Regions from separate parts of the Zea mays genome. Here regions 1 and 3 are each linked to region 2. A link is a contact called in public Hi-C data. All regions are on one chromosome and are shown on one strand. Each heading gives the region's core, a stretch centred on a gene start, on an enhancer-like site or on the middle of the called end of the contact. The rest is flanking DNA. Distances are from core to core; before and after follow the strand shown.

Region 1 (2,700 bases), core at 178-2,677, 260 kb after region 2:
AGCGAGGGAGCGAGAGGAGACATCAACCTTTGATTGGCGATTGGACATCTGTAATGCCAACTACTGACGTGGCTGAACCTGAGGGCAGATTTCCTTCCCGCTTTAATATATAGATAGAAATGTCTTGGGGAATGTTTGGGATGACTTCATGTTCTAGCTCCAACGTTAGAGCTGTAGTTTATAATATCAAACTAAATAATTTTTAAAATATTTTTAATCTAAATAATAAACAAACTGACTTATAAATATTTTCTAAAGGCTTACAGCTCTAACTCCATGATTTTCTGTAGCACCTAGGTCATGTTTAGGTCTTTAGGATAGCTTTAGCTCGAGAATATTTGGTGGAGTTGGTAGAGCAGGTCATTAGGTGCTCCAGAAAATCATGGAGCTGAAGCTATAAGCCTTTAGAAGATATTTAGATAGTCATTTTGTTTATTATTTAGATTAAAAATATTTTTAAAATTATTTAAATTGATATTATAAACTATAACTCACACTGGAGTTAGAATCTGAAGCCATCCTAAACACCCTCTAATGACCTATTCCACAAACTCCAAATTTTTTTGGAGCTGGAGCTATCCCAAAAAGACCTAAGTTTGCAATTTTATTTTGTGAAATGGCCTCTAGCCTAGTGGTTAAGGGCTTTCAACTAACACCTTTCAAGTTATGGGTTAGATTCCCCTCAAGGGCTGATTTGGTGATTAGGGATTCCAAGGGGAAGAAATCCTCTTGCAATTCAATTTTGAATAACAAGGGGATTCTTTCCCATGGATCCCCTTGGGATCCCTGACCACCAAATCAGCCCCAAGGGTTAAAAAAATCCTCGCTCGCTCTAATGGTCGAGGCCAATGTTCGATCTCTGCTTAGCTATCAATGACTTGTGTGCATACTGAAGTGTCGACTTTAGACATTAATCACGTGATTGGTTACCTTGCTCGCCATATTATAGCGGTCGCGTGCGTTAACTGTGTGTGAGTCGGTGATTGGTTAACTGCTGGAGCACGAGATTGGCCAATACATACTGCTTTAATCTAAACACTTTTTTACCTCCTACATACATGGGAAAATGGAGATCAGACTTCGCTAGCCATTCAGGCCGCCGCGAGCCCGCAGCAACGGAGCATGCCAACCAATCACGTGGTAATAGTAGGAGGGCGGTTTTTTTTGCTCCGACCAAGTTTAAGTTTGCAATTATTAAATAAAGAATTTGGAGAATTTTTTTTTTGAAAAATGGAAGTTGCGCGGGGTGTGGGCCTGGCCACTAAAAAGTTTGCAAATTGTGGCAAAAAAGTTTTCTGAAAATGGAAGTTGCGGGGACGTGGGATTGACCACTTGCTATTTAGTGGAGTCAGACATGAGTTAACAAAAACTACTACCACGTTTCTCTTCCAATGGCCCGTCTCAGCGCCACCGCCACGTATTGCGCCCATCCCTTATCCGAAAAATCAGCCCGAAACCCGTACTCGCTCTCGCCACGGCTCCAACCGCACTCGGCCCTCGTCTCCGCCACTCGGCGCGGCGCTATGGCCCCTGCCGCGCTTCTCCCGCTCGCCCCTTTGCCGCATCACCCGAACCCACCACGGCGACCCCTATGCCGCTGCGGGGCCTCACGCCGCGGCTTCACTGTCCACACCGTCATCGCCATTGCCTCGGTCTCGGACTCCGCCTCCGACCCCACCGCGGCCGCGGAGGCGACGTCCCCATCTCCGCCCCCCTCGCTGCCAACGCAAACGCCTTCCTCTAAACCAGGACCCCCGGCTTTGGGCGGCATCGCGAACACGAGGTCTTGGTCGCAGTACTACGGCAGCGGCTTCTCCATCCGCGTGCCTCCGTCCTTCGACGACATCCTCGAGCCCGATGTAATTACCGACCTGAACTGTTTCTTCACTCCTACATTCCATCGTCCTCCTGCGGTTAGGGTTGCTGGGCGTCGCGGGGGTGCGGAGGAGCTCAGTGTTTGGTTTCGAATTTAGTGAATGCTGACTCATTCAGTCCTTCCGCGTCTCAGGACTACAACGCCGGGATGACATACTACGGTGACAAGGCCAAGCCCCGGGCGTACGCGGCCCGCTTTGCATCTCCAGATAGGTAGGTAGGTAAGGCCTCACTCTACTCCATCAACTGCGGCCATTCCAGTTCTGTACTGTACATCAATTTGTGATTACATTTGTCTCACTTTCACAAGGATGCTGTAGGAAATGAATTTTGGTGGTGACGTGTTGCACATGCTAAATGCGGAGTGCTCTGCTCCTTTGTTTGATGTAGGGATGAGCTCATCAGTGTGGTGATTAAGCCGTCAAATCAGCTCAAAATCACATTCCTAGAGGTTATAAGAGACTTGCCATTTTATTGTTTTTGCCAGACATATGTAATCCCCCTTGAATTTATCTGTTCTCTGCAATATATAGTAAAAAATGACCTGGCATTTCATAACAGGCCTCGTGATATGTGTTCTCACATCAGCTTAGAGCATTCTCTTGTATCCTTGAAACATAGAAGATATAACATATACAAGCTTGTTAAAAGGAGTTCAAACGTAGGCAAACTTTGTTAGATTCATAGCTTTCTTAGTAATTATATCTGGCATCAGAGTGAGTAGTTTGTAAGCTTACCTATAGCTGATACGACACCCTTATAGACAAGCATTTGTCTCATCAGTTGAACTTGCTCTTATTACTTTTTATTAGTGCGATGAATTTC
Region 2 (2,700 bases), core at 163-2,662:
TGTTGTATAATTTACATATTTTATTAATCCAAATTATTGGTCATATACTTCATCAAACTAAACAACAAATAGTGATCGTCCATCCCTCCAACCAAACATGACTAGGGATCATTTCATCCCTCAAACCAAGGTCCACACCATCCTCAACTGGCTTGTCTCGCAACCGATCACATGCTAAGTGATCATGAACAATATAACGATCAACCTTAATTTTATGTTATATCCTGAAAAAATACAACACAATCATCACAAACATATATAATATTTGAAGAACGGAGCCTACGAGATCAAGTAATCTAGTTTGTGGCTCCAATAACTTTTTTTCTGGTTCACTGAATAACGTCCCAAAGATTGAATTGTCTCTATGCGCGTTACAAAAATTGGCGTTACAAAAACTGTAGTGATGCAGGAGATGTGCAATCTGTAATTGATTTAGCCTCGCATCCCTTTATAGCTCCTCCAAATTGTGCATCACTACATATAAGACTTCAAACGTGTGCGTTGCATCGAGGATGGGCATGCGGTTCCTTCTATAGGTGGTGCCGTGGTGGGCATGTTATTCCCCTCGAGGGCAGTGATATCAAAGTCTACAAGGGTGGTGGTTGGAAAGGCATGCCCCTTCTCATCGTATTCAATATCAAAAGTCAACAACTAGAAGCCAAACAAAAAATATAAAAGAAGTCAATAGCTACAAGCCAAAAGTCAGAAAAAAGCCAGCTTTTAAGCTAAATTTCCAAAAACTACAGCTCATGCCCAAAGTACTTATGACCATGCCACGATGTTCTACAATTTGCATTTTTTTTAATCCAAATGTTGATCATATACTTTCTCAAACCAAACAACAAATAGTGATCGCTCTATCCCTCCAACCAAACATGACTAGAGATCATTTCATCCCTCAAACCAGGTTCACCCCATTCTCAGCTGATCTGTCTCGCAACCGATCACATGCTAAGTGATCTTGAACAATATAACAATCAACCTTAATTTCATGTTATATCCTCAAAAAATACAACACAATCATCACAAACACATATAGTATTTGAAGAACGGCACCTACGAGATCATGTAATCTAGTTGCTGGGTCCAATAACTTTTTTCTCCGGTTCGCTGAATAACGTCCCAAAGATTGAATTGTCTCTATGCGCGTTACAAAAATTGTCATCTCCACTTCTTCAACGCCCTTCTCCACGTCATTTGGAACATATCCACAGTGCACGATACATCGCTAGCTTCTTTCTCGAAAAGAAACCGGACATGCCCGTGCCGCTCTGAAGCGCACGACCAGGATCATGCGTGGTCCAGAAGACTGCGCCCACGAAGAACGTTCCGTGCCGCACCGCACGGCATGCGTCCCAATATCAGGTCCGGTAGGGCGACGCTGCCACCCTCTGCCTCTGAGCCCCGGCGGCCCGGCCGGTGGGTGGCGAGCGCGGTCCGCACGCGCCCCCTACTACCCCCGTTGCCCGTCCGGTCCGACCCCCCGTAGGTCGCAGGCACAAAAGCGACCTGGCCCTTAACGGCAATTCAGCCTCGACGCCGGATCCGCGCTTCCCGACTCGCCGCTACGTCACCCGATTGGGGCTGGCCCTGGCCACGGGCACCCGCCGAGGCATTTATAAGTACGAGCGCCCGGGTGAGCCAGAGCCCCACACACCGTCTTCCTCTGTTTTGCCAGGGCCAACGCCATTACTAGAAGTCTAGAAGAGAGGTGGGGAGGCAGAGACGAGAGGCGTAGGGAATTCGGGGGAGAGAGAGAGAGGCAGGGCGGTGACGAGCTTGGACTGGCGATCGCGGGAGCGATGACGACGGCGGCCGGCATGCCGGGGTCGCCGGTGGGCTCGGCCGCGGCGGCTGGCGGTCCCGCGGCGCCCGAGGTGGCGGCCATGGACGCGGTGATCGGGTGGTTCCGCGGCGAGTTCGCGGCCGCGAACGCGATGATCGACGCGCTGTGCGGACACCTGGCGCAGATCGGCGGCGGCGGCGGGGCCGAGTACGACCCCGTCTTCGCCGCGCTCCACCGCCGACGCGCCAACTGGTTCCCCGTCCTCCACATGCAGAAGTTCTACCCCGTCACGGACGTCAACGCCGAGCTGCGCCGCGTCGCGGCCGCCCGCGCCGCCGCGGGGCCCTGCTGCTACTCGGAGGAGGAGGTCGCGTCCACGGTGATCCACGATCCCATGGAAGACCTCCCCTCTGAGGCGGAGCCCGAACCCAGGCCGGAGCACCAGCAGGATCCTATACACCAGGATCCGGCTCCGGAGGCCGAGGAGGCTGACGGCACCGTCATCAACCCCGCCTTGGAGTGTCACGAGGAGGCGGACGCGGGGGCTGACTCCTCGGGAGATTCGTCGGAGCGGAAGGCCCCCTCTACGGAAGACGACACCGTCCCAGACGGACGTAAGTACAATCACGCTAACCCGAAAATTAAATTCTCCCGTGCTCGCGTCAATTAATTACCTTTGCCTGCTGCATCCCGTTCATGTTCCGGCCTCCGGCATTCGGACATGCAGAATCCGTCGTCGTTTCCTTTAGCTCGACGTCCGCACTAGTAGATTAGAGTTTCCAAAATTATCAAATAAATTTCGGCCGCTTCGTGAACTCTTGGATCTGGTAGCCAGATGTGACTTTCCCGCAAGTATTTTTTTCTTATTACTAAACTCCTTTCCGGGCCTAACTAACTAACTGTAAAACGGCGGG
Region 3 (2,700 bases), core at 159-2,658, 320 kb before region 2:
GAAGGCAAGTGAATAGAGTAGAGGGGGTCGGAGTTGTCACAACGAGTAAGCACGACATGCGTGGGAAGGTGGCGTATGGTGAGCCCCCAGGGATCGAACTCCATAGAACAGTGGTTGTCACTAGTAAAGCGACAAACTTAGAGAAGGGGATGAGTCAGACCAGGAGCAACAAGGACATTGTTAAGGTAGAATGGTCCTGAAAGAACCGATGCATCTATTGAGGTGACCGAGAGGGTGGAAGCGTTGCCCACAATGATAGAGGGAGGAGGATGTGAGGGGTGTGGTGGATGGGAGTGGGATAACGAGCTAGTTGTGGGAGTGGTGTGGAAAGAGGCTCCCGAGTCGACCACCCAATTGGTGGGAGTGAGAGGGTGGTGAAGCCACGGGGTGCGCGGAAAGAGCTACGGGGAGATGCTCCGACAGGCCCACTAAGAGGGGAGGGGGACAACGAGGGCTCGATCGCCAGGCAGGCGATCATAGGATGGGGGAAGACAAGCGGTACAAACACGTGATGACCCGCATTTGGATGAAGCTCGATGCAGTCACGAAGGACATGACTCATGGCGCGATCGAAGGCCACAAAGGTGCCTTGGACAAGGTGGTCGTTGTGGAGGCGGATGCACACTGTGATCCCGATGGAAATGGGCGAAGCCAGGAGAGGGCCGCAGAATCCAGGAGCCACGGGAGTAGCGGGCAAGGCAAAGCTCATGTATGTTGGGGGTGAAGCCATGGAACCGGCGAGGGGAGGCATAGCAAACGCAGGGGAGACAGGGCCCTTGACGACAGGAGGAGAAGTCCAAGTCGCGGGCGGGCTAGGACAGAGAACCGGCATGGGGGCGGCGCCGAGGAGACCGGGAGCCACAGAAGCGGCGGGAGAGGTGATGGGGGCCGCCATGGAGGGAGTTGTGCAGGTGGTAGGGAAGATGTCGGGGGGCTGCGCAGGGGAGACGCTGCAGAGGGGAGCAGCTACGCAGGAAATAGAGGGAAGGAAGGGCAGCGGCCGGGAACCAGCAGGGGCACTGCGACCGCTTGCGCTTGGGGGCTGGGCGCCTACCGCCTAGCTGGCTGGAGGCTGGGAGCAGAGGAGCGCTGAACACCACAGGGGCCGCCAAAACTGAGCAGGGAGAGGGCGAGCACCAGGGAAGCGGCATCGGCGAGGCTGGGGACGAGCAGGGGCGGTGGCCATCACCAGCGCTGAAGGACAGACGACGGCGAGGTCGAGCAGGGAGGACGCGACTCCATGGCCGGGATCCACGGCCCGAGCGACGCATCAAGGGAGGAGCAGGGAAGGGAACCGGAGCTGACAGTAATTTCATATATTCCTTGTAGTGTTATTTTTATAATAAAATAATATATGCTTGGTTACTTAAGAAGTGGCGTGTTAAATGGACAGCCGATAGCTCGAAACTTGTAGACTAGCAGAATATGCGCTGGAGATGCTTCCTTGTTTCGTATAGACGACTGGATATTCTTTATTATACTCACTGCTGGCATTTCGTAGTGTTCTTATAGTCCTAGCTTTAACTTTTCATCACTGGTTCAGAATTACCATGAAGTTATAATGAATTACTAACTAACACTGTTGATTTTATAGAACCTTCAGGGAGCACAGAATCGCCAAGGACAGCAACCTCCTGGAATTCTCAAGAAACCTACTGAGGGTGATTCAAACCCATCAAAACAAGTGAACCTTATGGAACCTCTTCTGGAAAAGGGGAGGTAACTCTAATGGAACCTCTTCTGGAAAAGAGGAACTCTAAAATGCATTGCGCAACGTAGGGAACCATGCTGGAAGAGCCTATGGTTCTTGCTATATTGTAGCAAGAGGTAAATAGAGATGAACTCATTGTTGCAAATTCCAACATGAGCGACCGAGCGATGTGGTTTTGGTGTCATTATGGACATTACATTAGTGTTGAATTCTTTGGATCCCCCTCCCTTTTTTTTTGTGTTTTGGGCTTCGAAAGTAGAGTCGCCATTTTTGAATGTCACCGCTAACCGCAGTAGCAAGTTAGCAACTGCTTTATATATGTGCTTCAAATTCGTCGATTCCTAGGCTTCATAGTTATGCATAAGATTTTTAAAAAAAATATCGGAACGGACATGCTTGGTGTGAACCAGTATAATTCTGTTATTAGGAAAAGGCTTGGAGATTTGAAAAGGACTGTTCCACGTAGACTAGGGTGGTTCACGAGTCAAATGCATATTTTTGAGCTTTCTTCAAAATTGATAAATCTTATTTATCAGGGTCTCTTTTGTATGAGATCTTACTTTAAGCTGAGTCGAAGTCGAAAGTCACCTAAAATCAACTTATTTTTATTTTTTTTAGAATGATATTTTTGAAACGAGCGACTGGTTTCCAGCCCTACTTCGTGGGACGCATTGGATGATACAGTACTAGCTTGCATCTTACGCCTGGTCCTAGGAAACTTGGGTTACCGGATCTTTCTGCATTATTTTACGGTGATGAACCAAACAGAATCTTCAATTGAGTTGTAAATACAGGAAACTTGGGCCTTGGCTGCCAAGAAACCTTCAGCTATTTTCTTAAACAAAAAAAAGAGGAAATCTTCATCTATGACGTCAAGTTTCCTCCACTCGGTTCTTGGAAGTGCCTCGATACTGACTCGTCCGTGCACTACATATAAGGAACACCGAATTCGACGCGGCGGCACATTCCGAATTCTGCCACGGGAAACC

The links. Hi-C and Micro-C count contacts between places; a contact is called where the count stands out from the background.
Region 1: a Hi-C map of tassel shows a contact between it and region 2, with 3 times the contacts expected there. The contact joins the promoter of LOC103635537 here to the promoter of LOC103635534 in region 2. A contact is called at or near these places in 6 of 25 Hi-C or Micro-C datasets (ear, endosperm, leaf and 1 more).
Region 3: a contact with region 2 is called in a Hi-C map of ear, with 4 times the contacts expected there. The contact joins the promoter of LOC109941430 here to the promoter of LOC103635534 in region 2. A contact is called at or near these places in 2 of 25 Hi-C or Micro-C datasets (ear and tassel).

The regions. Positions count from the first base shown.
Region 1 is chr8:90,090,922-90,093,621 of Zm-B73-REFERENCE-NAM-5.0, forward strand. It overlaps LOC103635537, which reads left to right and starts at 1,428. Exons shown (of 8, transcript XR_004851990.1): 1 at 1,428-1,859; 2 at 2,009-2,092; 3 at 2,266-2,326.
Region 2 is chr8:89,832,107-89,834,806 of Zm-B73-REFERENCE-NAM-5.0, forward strand. LOC103635534 (oxidoreductase 2OG-Fe(II) oxygenase family protein) reads left to right here and starts at 1,413. Exons shown (of 7, transcript XM_008657965.4): 1 at 1,413-2,400. The coding sequence starts at 1,803.
Region 3 is chr8:89,508,238-89,510,937 of Zm-B73-REFERENCE-NAM-5.0, forward strand. It overlaps LOC109941430, which reads right to left and starts at 1,409. Exons shown (of 3, transcript XM_020542380.3): 1 at 1,138-1,409. The coding sequence starts at 1,186. It overlaps LOC103635529 (DUF21 domain-containing protein At4g14240), which reads left to right. Exons shown (of 13, transcript XM_008657959.1): 13 at 1,595-2,049. The coding sequence ends at 1,723.